Regions from separate parts of the Mus musculus genome. Here region 2 is linked to region 1. A link is a contact called in public ChIA-PET data. All regions are on one chromosome and are shown on one strand. Each heading gives the region's core, a stretch centred on a gene start, on an enhancer-like site or on the middle of the called end of the contact. The rest is flanking DNA. Distances are from core to core; before and after follow the strand shown.

The links. ChIA-PET counts read pairs in DNA pulled down with a chosen protein or histone mark.
Region 2: a contact with region 1 is called in an RNA polymerase II ChIA-PET map of memory CD8 T cells, with 5 read pairs. The contact joins two enhancer-like sites. A contact is called at or near these places in 1 of 39 promoter capture datasets (frontonasal cranial neural crest), 2 of 484 Hi-C or Micro-C datasets (both in embryonic stem cells), 4 of 115 datasets of contacts at active chromatin or transcription factors (the SCID.adh cell line, embryonic stem cells, extraembryonic endoderm stem cells and 1 more) and 1 of 9 other capture datasets (adipose tissue).

What each region holds. Positions count from the first base shown.
Region 1 is chr9:72,676,138-72,681,230 of GRCm38.p6, reverse strand. It overlaps a transcript of Nedd4 not described here. Among named protein-coding and RNA genes, the nearest start is that of Nedd4, 15 kb to the left of the region's middle. Within about 2 kb of position 2,305, at least 18 of the 459 cell types and tissues checked have an H3K27ac peak or open chromatin away from gene starts, as enhancers often do. A contact at or near this core is called in memory CD8 T cells, where this site is marked.
Region 2 is chr9:72,794,907-72,799,999 of GRCm38.p6, reverse strand. No RefSeq gene overlaps it. Among named protein-coding and RNA genes, the nearest start is that of Prtg, 9.8 kb to the left of the region's middle. Within about 2 kb of position 2,534, at least 101 of the 459 cell types and tissues checked have an H3K27ac peak or open chromatin away from gene starts, as enhancers often do. A contact at or near this core is called in memory CD8 T cells, where this site is marked.

The DNA of each region.
Region 1 (5,093 bases), core at 1,056-3,555:
CTGAGCCATCTCTCCAGCCCTGTAGTTATCTTCAAACACACCAGAAGAGGGCGTCAGATCTCATTATGGATGATTGTTAGCCACAATGTGGTTGCTGGGATTTGAACTCAGGACCTCGGGAATACAAGTCAGTGCTCTTAACCACTGAGCCATCTTACCAGCCCACTTGATTTTATTTACTTATTTATTTTAATGCTTTACATTTGATACAACTATTGAAAATCAACTTAAAACTACCTTCCCAGTAATATATTTTAAGTAATATATATTTTAATATCTATATAAGAAAGTGACAGTGGAGGACTCAATTTCTCATGTATACTATGTTTAATGGTAGGGTCTCATTGTTAAGGCACAAATTATTTCAAAGAAGTTTCTCTAAAAACAGATTATTTCATACACACACACAAAAATGAAATAATGGGAATAATTTGGGGCTTTTTTTTAATTTTAAAAGAAAATTGACTTATTTACCACAAGCTACTTTTCCCTCTCTGGTGACTGGTTTGGCAAATGCTAAATTTTTCTGTCTTCTGCCTTTGAAAAGGAATTGTTGACACTGGAATTGAGGGCATCTACAGAGAAGTTGGTGTCAATGCCATTTAATAAGTCATATTTTTTCACAAATAAGGAAAAATCATTTTAATGAGAAGTCTAAGTATTAACAATAAGTATATGTATATAGATTATATGTATTCATATATTATTTTTCTTTTTTTTTTTTTTTTTTAAGATTTATTTATTTATATGTAAGTACACTGTAGCTGTCTTCAGACACTCCAGAAGAGGGAGTCAGATCTCGTTAGGATGGTTGTGAGCCACCATGTGGTTGCTGGGATTTGAACTCCAGACCTTCGGAAGAGCAGTCGGGTGCTCTTACTCACTGAGCCATCTCACCAGCCCCTATTTTTCTTTTTATAATTAGGTAAAAATTAACAAAAAGTTAAAAAAAGGAAATTGAAAACATGGTGTTTGCAAGAAGATGAATGCAACTAGAAGTATAAGTGAAAGTCACTGAGAAAGACAAATACTATATGTTTTGTCTTCTATGCAAAACTTGTTATGTGTGTATTTATTTACATGTTCAGATCACAAAATTAGACCTGCAGGAAAGGAAAAGATCCTAAAAAGGGCAGGGAATGGAGAGGGCAATAAATAGAAATCCTGCACTAAGAAAGTAAAACAGGGAGCCAGGCAGTGGTGGCACACGCCTTTAATCCCAACACTTGGGAGCCAGGGCAGGCGGATTTCTGAGTTCGAGGCCAGCCTGGTCTACAAAGTGAGTTCCAGGAAAGCCAGGGCTACACAGAGAAACCCTGTCTGTGAGTGGGAGGTGGGGGGGAGGAGGTGGGGAGAAAGTAGAACAGGAAGTGGGGAAGTAAATGGGGGGTAGGAGGGAAAGGGAGCCAGCCTGGGAGGGGCAGTGAGTACTGCAAAGGGCTGTGGAAGGGATAACTGAGAACAAAGAATGATGACAAATGTTTGAGTAGCCCATTATGGAACAATATATCTTATATGTTAACCTAAAAAAAAAATCAATTGAAAGAACAGATTGTCTTATACTCTGAAGTCATCGAGGATATTTTTATAGTCAATGTTCACATTTTCTTACAGTTAAAAAGCAAGAACAAAGAAATAATCTCAAAAGAAGTAGAGATGGTAAATTTTAGTTTTTAGTTCATTCCTCTCTATAGTATCTTTGTTAGTACTTTTATTAACAAGCAAATGTTATCAAAAGTAAATAAAGTATAATGAATATAACATGTAATAGTTAATAATATAGATTTAAAAATAAGTAAATAAATCAAAAACAAATAAATAGCCAGGTGGTGATGCTGCACACCTAGCACGTTGGGGGTAGAGACGGGCAGGTCTCTGAGTTTAAGGCCAGCCTGGTCTACAGAGCAAGTTCCAAGTGCTACAAAGAGAAACGCTGTCCTGAATCAAAATAAAACAAGAGCAGATGTGCCAAAAAAAAAAAAAAAAAAAGTTGGTCTGCTGAAAAATGCACACATTTCTGAGCAGGACACAGTAAGTTAAGTAATAATATAATTTAAATAAGCAACTGAGCACCTTGGAAGATCTTAGAAAATTCTAAGCCAAAAAAAAAAAAAAAAAAAAAAAAAAAAAAAAAGGGAAAATTCTAAGCAACATGCAAAGAAACTGCCCAAGGCGGCCACAGTAGCCTCGGACTGAAAGAGTAAACCTAAACTTAGTTTCACTTTCCTTGGAATGACTAACTAACTCTGAGGTGTTTCTTCTAGACTCTAAAACCTCAGACTGGTTTCAAGAGCTAGTTCTGATATGCTAAGTAGAGACCTTCCTCTGAACATGAACGCCAGAAGCACCTGCTGGTGCTGCACTGGACCTCAGACTCACGAGTCTTACCTCAGCAACTTCTTCCCTGCTGTGTTCTCCACCATCAACACTGAATGTACAACTCAGACAAGTAGCATCCTTTTCCCTGACTAAAACCAAGGGATTTCACAGAAGCCTACAGACACAGTTGCATTCACATACAAACAACTTTTTAAATGATTTTTATTTTATGCACTTCGGAGTTCTGTCTGCATGTATGTCTGTGTGAGGTGTCAGATCTCCTGGAACCAGCAGTTTGGTTGACAACAAACAGCTGAGAGCTACCTTCTGGGTGCTGGGAATTAAACCCAGGTCCTTTGGAAGAACAGCCAGTGCTCTTACCCGTTGAAGCATCTCTCCAGCACCCATTCTTTTTAGTAAAGAACTTTTTTTTTAATAAAATAAAATAAATATTGACTCAGAAGCACATTGCATCAAAGGTAAGAGAGCAGACAGGCCTGGCAGCTGGGTTGTGAGATGGGTTGTAAGCAAGATCAGAGCTGTGGAAAGCATATTGAAAAAGCAGAAATGAAATGAAAAGGTATCTTTGTAAGAACACTGGCTTAGGCCGGGCTGTGGTGGCACACGCCTTTAATCCCAGGACTCGGGAGACAGAGGCAGGCGGATTTCTGAGTTCGAGGCCAGCCTGGTCTACAGAGTGAGTTCCAGGACAGCCAGGGCTACACAGAGAAACCCTGTCTTGAAAAACAAAAACAAACAAACAAACAAAAAAAGAATACTGGCTTAGTATAAGCCCACAGAAAAAAGGGAAACCGAGGCACAAAAAAACCATTTTAAGGAAAATATAAGAGGACTTTTGGGATAGCATTTGAAATGTAAATGAAAATAATAAAAAAGATGGAAAATACAAGCAGAAATGATCCAGCCAAGAGACTGGAAATGCATTTCCTCCACCCTCCAGGGAACAGGAAGGGCAGAAGTGTGCCCCTCACTCTACTGGGAGCTTGAATAGCAGGACAGGATGAGAGGTGGGGTGAGTTAAGAAGGGCGTGTAAGGGCTGGAGAGATAGCTCAGAGGCTAAGAGCACTGACTGCTCTTCCAGAGGTCCTGAGTTCAATTCCCAGCAACCATGCTTTCTGCCAGGCAGTGGTGGCGCACTCCTTTAATCCCAGCACTTGGGAGGCAGAGGCAGGCGGATCTCGGAGTTCGAGGCCAGCCTGGTCTACAGAGTGAGTTCCAAGACAGCCAGGGCTACACAGAGAAACCCTGTCTCATAAAAAACACCCTCTAGGCACATTTCAAAGTGTTATTTTAAGATATTGTAAATGACTACATAATGGTACCTACAAAGAAAAAATTTTTAATAAAATAATACTTACCCTGAACAGTATTTCTTCATTCCATTTTGGATTCAAAGACTAAAAGACAATAAACGTAGCATAATTTATTTTTTAGAATGACTTGTCATAGAAAAAGCAAAGTTTATTAAAAATCTTTGAAAGCTGGCTAAATCTAACCTTTTTGATAGTTTTTGTCTGCACGCTGGTAAGGATTCCACTCATCGGGTCATACAATGTCACTCTTACGTAAGGATCACTGTTAAAAGTTAAAAACAAGTAAGTTTTAGTAGTTACTAATAGTAATTTAGTCCAACTGTTCAAATTATCAGATTTTCAGTTCTATTATTTCTATTGCTTTGTACCCTAAAAACCAGGGATCTGTATACAGTTATAGAAATTTATACTTTATTAAAAACTTTAATTACCACATCTGTAGAATGACCAAAGATTTAGTGTAGAACTTGGGAGAGTGGGCCCCATGCCTTGACTGGGCAGCACAGAACTGGCTCTGGAGGCCTAGATACAGGTGAGCCAGCTAAGGGTATGAGTGCAGGAGAGCTAGCCCTGCCTCCTGCCAACGGCAGCATTGGGTGGCCATGCCAGAGCAAGCCTGGAGAGTTTGTACTGATGGTCCAGGTAAAGAAGAAGCTGGTGGGTTGGCTAGCTCTGCTACCACACAGGCCCAGGTCCAGAGGTTCTGAAATTGGCCCACCCCATCTGAGACAAGCTGAGACACAAGACAAGGCTAGTTCTGCAGATCCAGCTGCAGGATCTCCATGACACAGGGCTACAACGGGATAACTGGGAAGAGTGCTGATGAAGATCTAATATTGATGGTGTCACAGAAGCTAGAGATCCTGAACAGTCAAATGACTCATTACAAGTGGAAATGTGTGGGACAGTGTGACACACCACAGCTTTCACGATGAGATGTTTTCCATGCTTTTTGTCATTTGCTTTCGTGGTTTTTTGATTGGGGACGAGGCGGAGGCTGAAAGGGGGAAGGGACGGACATACAGACATAAGGAATGGACATGAGCAGTACTCAGGTACTTGATATGAAACTCACAAAGAACCAATAAAGAGATTTGAAAAAAACAAAAACAAAAAAACCTTTAATCCCAGCACTTAGGAGGCAGAGGCAGGCAGATTTCTGAGTTCGAGGCCTGCCTGGTCTACAAAGTGAGTTCCAGGACAGCCTGGGCTATACAGAGAAACCCTGTCTCAAAAAAACCAAAAAATTGTATCTTGCCAAGCACAGCGGGACGCATGTTTTGATCCAAGCAATCCGAAGGCAGAGGAAATCTGAGTCCAGCAAGGGCTACATGGTTAAATCCCTGTCTCAGAACAAACAAAAAACATGTTGTAGAAGCTCTTCCATTTTTTTAAGGCTTAGTTTACTTTATTCATGTTTATGACTCGTGTGTGTGTGT
Region 2 (5,093 bases), core at 1,285-3,784, 120 kb before region 1:
GGAGGAAGAAGAGGAGGAAGAAGAGGAGAAAGAGGAAGAAAAGGAGGAAGGGACTGGGGTGATATGCCAGTGTTTGTCATCCATGTATGTAGGCTAGAGTTCAGATTCCCAGAAACCACATAAAAGTGCCCTGACAGGTGGGACAGCCGCCTGTAATCCGGGTGCATGGGAGGCAGAGAAAGGGGGTCTTGGGAGCAAGCTGGTTAGTCCAACTGGCCAAAACGGCCAGCTCTTCACTGAGGGTCCCGAAGCTTCCACGAGTACATGCAAACATGCATACTAATGTGCATCCCTTAAAAGAAGGTAGTTCGTTCCGTCTGAGAGACAACACCAGAGGTTGTCCTCTGGCCTCCACATACATACAAGTTCACACACACACACACACACACCTGGGTTCTACCTCCAGCAGCACATAAAACCAGGTATGTGATGCGCACCTGTAATCTTGGCACTGTGGAGGTGGAAGCAGGAGAGCTAGAAGTTCAAAGTCATCCTTAGTTACACAGTGAGTCTGAGTGTGGCCTGCTCAACATAAGACTGTGTCTCAAAGAGAAAAGAAAGATGTCTACAAACTGGTATTTAATGCCACATTGAAATAAACATTTCAACTGGGCGGTGGTGGCGCACACCTTTAATCCCAGCATTTGGGAGGCAGAGGCAGGCAGATTTCTGAGTTTGAGGCCAGCCTGGTCTACAAAGTGAGTTCCAGGACAGCCAGGGAACCAAAAACAAAAAACAAAAAAACAAAAAACAAAAACATAAAAACAAAGAAGCATAAAGCTTTCTCTATACACCAGCCTACTATTATTCCTGCTCTTATCAGCCATAAATGATAGGTCCAGTAATATTTAAAAGAAAAAGTTAAGGCTAGAGAAATGGCTCAGAGGTTAAGAGCACTGACTGCTCTTCTAAAGATCCTGAGTTCAATTCCCAGCAATTACACGGTGGCTCACAACCATCTGTAATGGGATCTGATGCCCTCTTCTGGTGTATGTGAAGAAAGCTATAGTGTATTCATATACATAAAATAAATAAAAAAAAATCTTAGGGGAAAGAAAGAAAGGGAGAAAGAAAGAAAGGAAGAAAGACAGGAAGGAAGGAAGAAAGAAAGAGAGAGAGAAAGAGAGAGAGAAAAAAAGAAAGAAAGAAAGAAAGAAAGAAAGAAAGAAAGAAAGAAAGAAAGAAAGAAAGAAAGAAAAAGAGAGAGAGAGAGAGAGAGAGAAAGAGAAAAAGAGAAAAAGAGAAAGGGAGAAAGAAAGAACACTTATTTGGATCTGGCATGTGCAAGTGTGATGGTCAGAGGACAATCTGCAGGGTTCGGTTCTTTCCTTCTACTATGTGGGTTCTGGGGGTGGAACTCAGTCATCAGCTTAGCAGCAAGCCCTTTAATCTGCTGAGCTGTCTCACCAGCCCAAATAGTGGTATTCTAATACTTAGAGTTTACTGTTGGCTAAATAGCTGTATCTACACTATTTTCCATCTCTCTTTATGAACTTCTAAACTAATAGGTCCCTGAGACTGTGTCCACATGCTTCTAGTTAATAAACATGTGGGTGTGTATGCCTACATAGCCACACACAGAACACATGTATATGTATATACATATGTATGTATTGTATTCATGTGTATATATGTTAGGTTAGGAGCTGTCATAGTTAAAAGAACATTTTAATAATTAGAATTAGAATCATAGATTCAAATGTGTGCTAGATTTCCATAGATTTTTGTTTTGTTTTGTTTTGTTTTTCTTCTGTGTAGCCCTGGCTGTCCTGGAACTCACTCTGTAGATCAGACTGACTCAGAAATCCACCTACCTCTGCCTCGAGAGTGCTGGGATTAAGGGTGTGAGCCACCACCGCCCGACTGATTTCCATAGATTTTTAAGGCCACAATTAGACCTTTTCAAGATAAAAATGTCCATGGTTCGGTTCCTAGCACCCAGGAGTGTGAGTTCACAATCACCTGTATGGCCAGCTCTGTGAGATCTGATGCTCCCACACTTGTGCACACTCACACATAGATACATAATGTGCACACACATCATTTAAAATACAATAAATCTTTTTTTAAAAAAGACTAAAAGCGGGCTGGAGAGATGGCTCAGTGGTTAAGAGCACCGACTGCTCTTCCGAAGGCCCTGAGTTCAAATCCCAGCAACCACATGGTGGCTCACAACCACCCGTAATGATAAGTGAATCTCTTCTGGGGTGTCTGAAGACAGCTATGGTGTACTTACATATAACAATAAATAAATCTTTAAAAAAAAAAAGACTAAAAGCTTAAAATGTTAGTTTTATTAATATCAAAGGAGATTTTCATTTCAAAGCTGCTCTTAAACTTTCCTTGGAGTTGATTGATATTGACAAACAAACCCTAATCCACTTATACCAATCAAATCCCACTTTTCATGACTGGCACCTTATAAGGCCAATTGCTACCCTGAGTCCTTGCTTCCAGTTCAAAGCCCCAGTATTGGTGATGAAGTGTTACTGGCTTCAAAGTCTTCACAGCTGCCTCTCCTCAGCCGCTGAGAGCGCAGGGACTCTCTGCTGGGTGTCACAGATGTTCTTGGTTCTCACCCAGAGTGTACGGAGGAAGGGCGGAGCCCTGTTCGCTCCCTGCCACCTCTGTTTGAGAACCTTGGCTCAGTCAAACCTGGCTGTGGTTTTTAAGGCTGCCCTGTTTCTTGTGGAGTTGGAGGAAGTAGAGGAAGGGCAGGAGAAAATGAGAGAAACTTCCCCTGGCCACTGGACGACCGCCCTTTCCATCCCCACCACTATGCTTCTTTCGCAATCCTGCTGTGACGCACTCCTCCCTCAGACAGTGTCTCCTGCTTTGCTGCAGCACAATGTCCATTAAATAAGGTAGTGAAGGCATCCTGTAGACATTACAGTTTTTATAATTAACTAAGTGGTTTCTCAATCTTAATCTTTTGTTTTGTTTTGTTTTGTTTTGGTTTGGTTTTTGGGTTTTTTTTTTTTTTTTTTTTTTTTTTTTGAGACAGGGTTTCTCTGTATAGCCCTGTCTGTCCTGGAACTCACTTTGTAGACCAAGCTGGCCTTCGAACTCAGAAATCCGCCTGCCTCTGCCTCCCAAGTGCTGGGATTAAAGACGTGCGCCACCACCGCCCGGCTCTCAATCTTAATCTTATATAATATTTCACTTGCTATTTTTATTTCCCTTGTGTCTGGGCACCCATGTACACGTATGCCATAACATCCATGTATATGTCAGAGGACAGCCTGAGTAAGCCACTTCCCTCCTTCTACTATGTAGGTACCAGGGATTGAACTCAAGTTTAACACCAGGAACCACTAAATAATGAACCATCTCACTACTACTATTTTTGCAATTTTTTTTCTATTTCTGAAAAATATTGTTTGTTTCTTTGTGGTTTTCTCATATGGGAAATTAGTTTGTCAATGTCTTTTCTGTAGATAAATCTAAGAAGCCGGGAAGGGAGAAGGGCTGAGCAGTGAAGAAGGTGAAAGGTGAGCTGGGACGCATGGAGCTGGGAACTGAGACTCAGCAGAGACAAGCAGGGCTGTCCTTGAGCTGCGGGATGCTCCTCGGGCACACATGAAACCCTGAAGGGGATCCCCAGCACTGCATAAAACCATGCATGCTGTTGAAGATTTATAATCCCAGTATTTAGGAGATTAAGACAGGAGGATCAAAAGCAGTTCACAAGGTCAGCCTGGGCTACTGGAAACTCTGTATCACTCATGGTCTGTAGTGACTAGGACGGTGAAGTTACAATAAGTTTATTTCATGCTTATGCGATTCCAAGTGTGATTATTCATGATTAATGAAGAAAGACCCACATGGTGAATCAGGGATCCAGGAAAGTTTTTCTGTACACACCAGCCCCTTTTCTATTAGCCTGAACTCTTGCACAGGAAATAATCACACTTCCTGTTGCTGGGAAACGTGGTCTAGAGGGGTTCCAGGTGTAAGGGAATGGGTTAGAGTGTTCCTGCTAGTCTAGTTCAGACAGAGATACCACAAATACCTGTAGGAGGTGTCCGAGGATGTGAAGTCACTTAAGCTGTGTTTTGCTCTCTCTGGCCAAGTGACATGCAGCAGTCATCGGGGGCTGTGTGTTGTCAGCTGGTCAATCTTTCTGAAGGTGCAACTCTGTATTTATTGCTGGCCAGTGGTGGCACACACTTTTAATCCCAGCACTCGGGAGGCAGAGGCAGGTAGATCTACAAGTTTGAGGCCACCATGGTCTACTGAGTTCCAGGACAGCCAGGGCTATACAGAGAAACCATGACTTGAAACACCCCCCCCCATTTTTTTAAAAATTAATTTGTGTGTTTTTCAGTGTTTTGCCTACAGGTATGCTGGGATTAAAGACGTGTGCTACCATCTCCCAGCCCAAAATTTTTTAAATTTTTTTTTAATAATTTGTGTGTATAGGTGTTTTGCCTATGTGTATGTCTGTGTATTGTATGTGTGTGTCTGATTCTCACAGAAGCCAGAGAATGCATTGGATCCCTCAGAGTTGAATTTACAAACTATTGTGAGCTGCCATCTGGATGCTGGGACTAGAATCTGGGTCCTCTGTAAGAACAGCCTGTGTTCTTAGCAGCTGAGCTATCTCTCCAGCTCCAACTATGGTATTTCGCAGAGTTAGAAAGATGAATTCACCTAAATCATTCTGACTGGGATAAAGTGAAATTGCAACGTAGTTTTCATCTGCATTTTCCTGCTGGGTAAGGATGTTGAACATTTTAAAACAGTGTTTCTTAGCCATTGGGATTTCATGTTTTCAGAACTCTCTGTTTACTGTTAGGTCCCACTTCTTAATTGGTTGTTTGTTTTCTTGATGTTTACTTTTTTGAGTTCTTTGTATATTTTAGATACTAACCCTCTGTCAGATGTATAAACGGTAAAGATATTTTTTCCTTTTTCTGTAGACTGTATCCTCATTTAAATGTTGGTGGCCTTTGCTGTACGAAACCTTTTTAGTTTCATGAGGCCCCATTTATTGGCGGTCTGAACACCTACATTATTGGGATCTGGTTTAGAAAGTTCTTTCCTGTGGCGAAAAGTTCAAGAACATTCCCTACCTTCGATCATACTCAGCC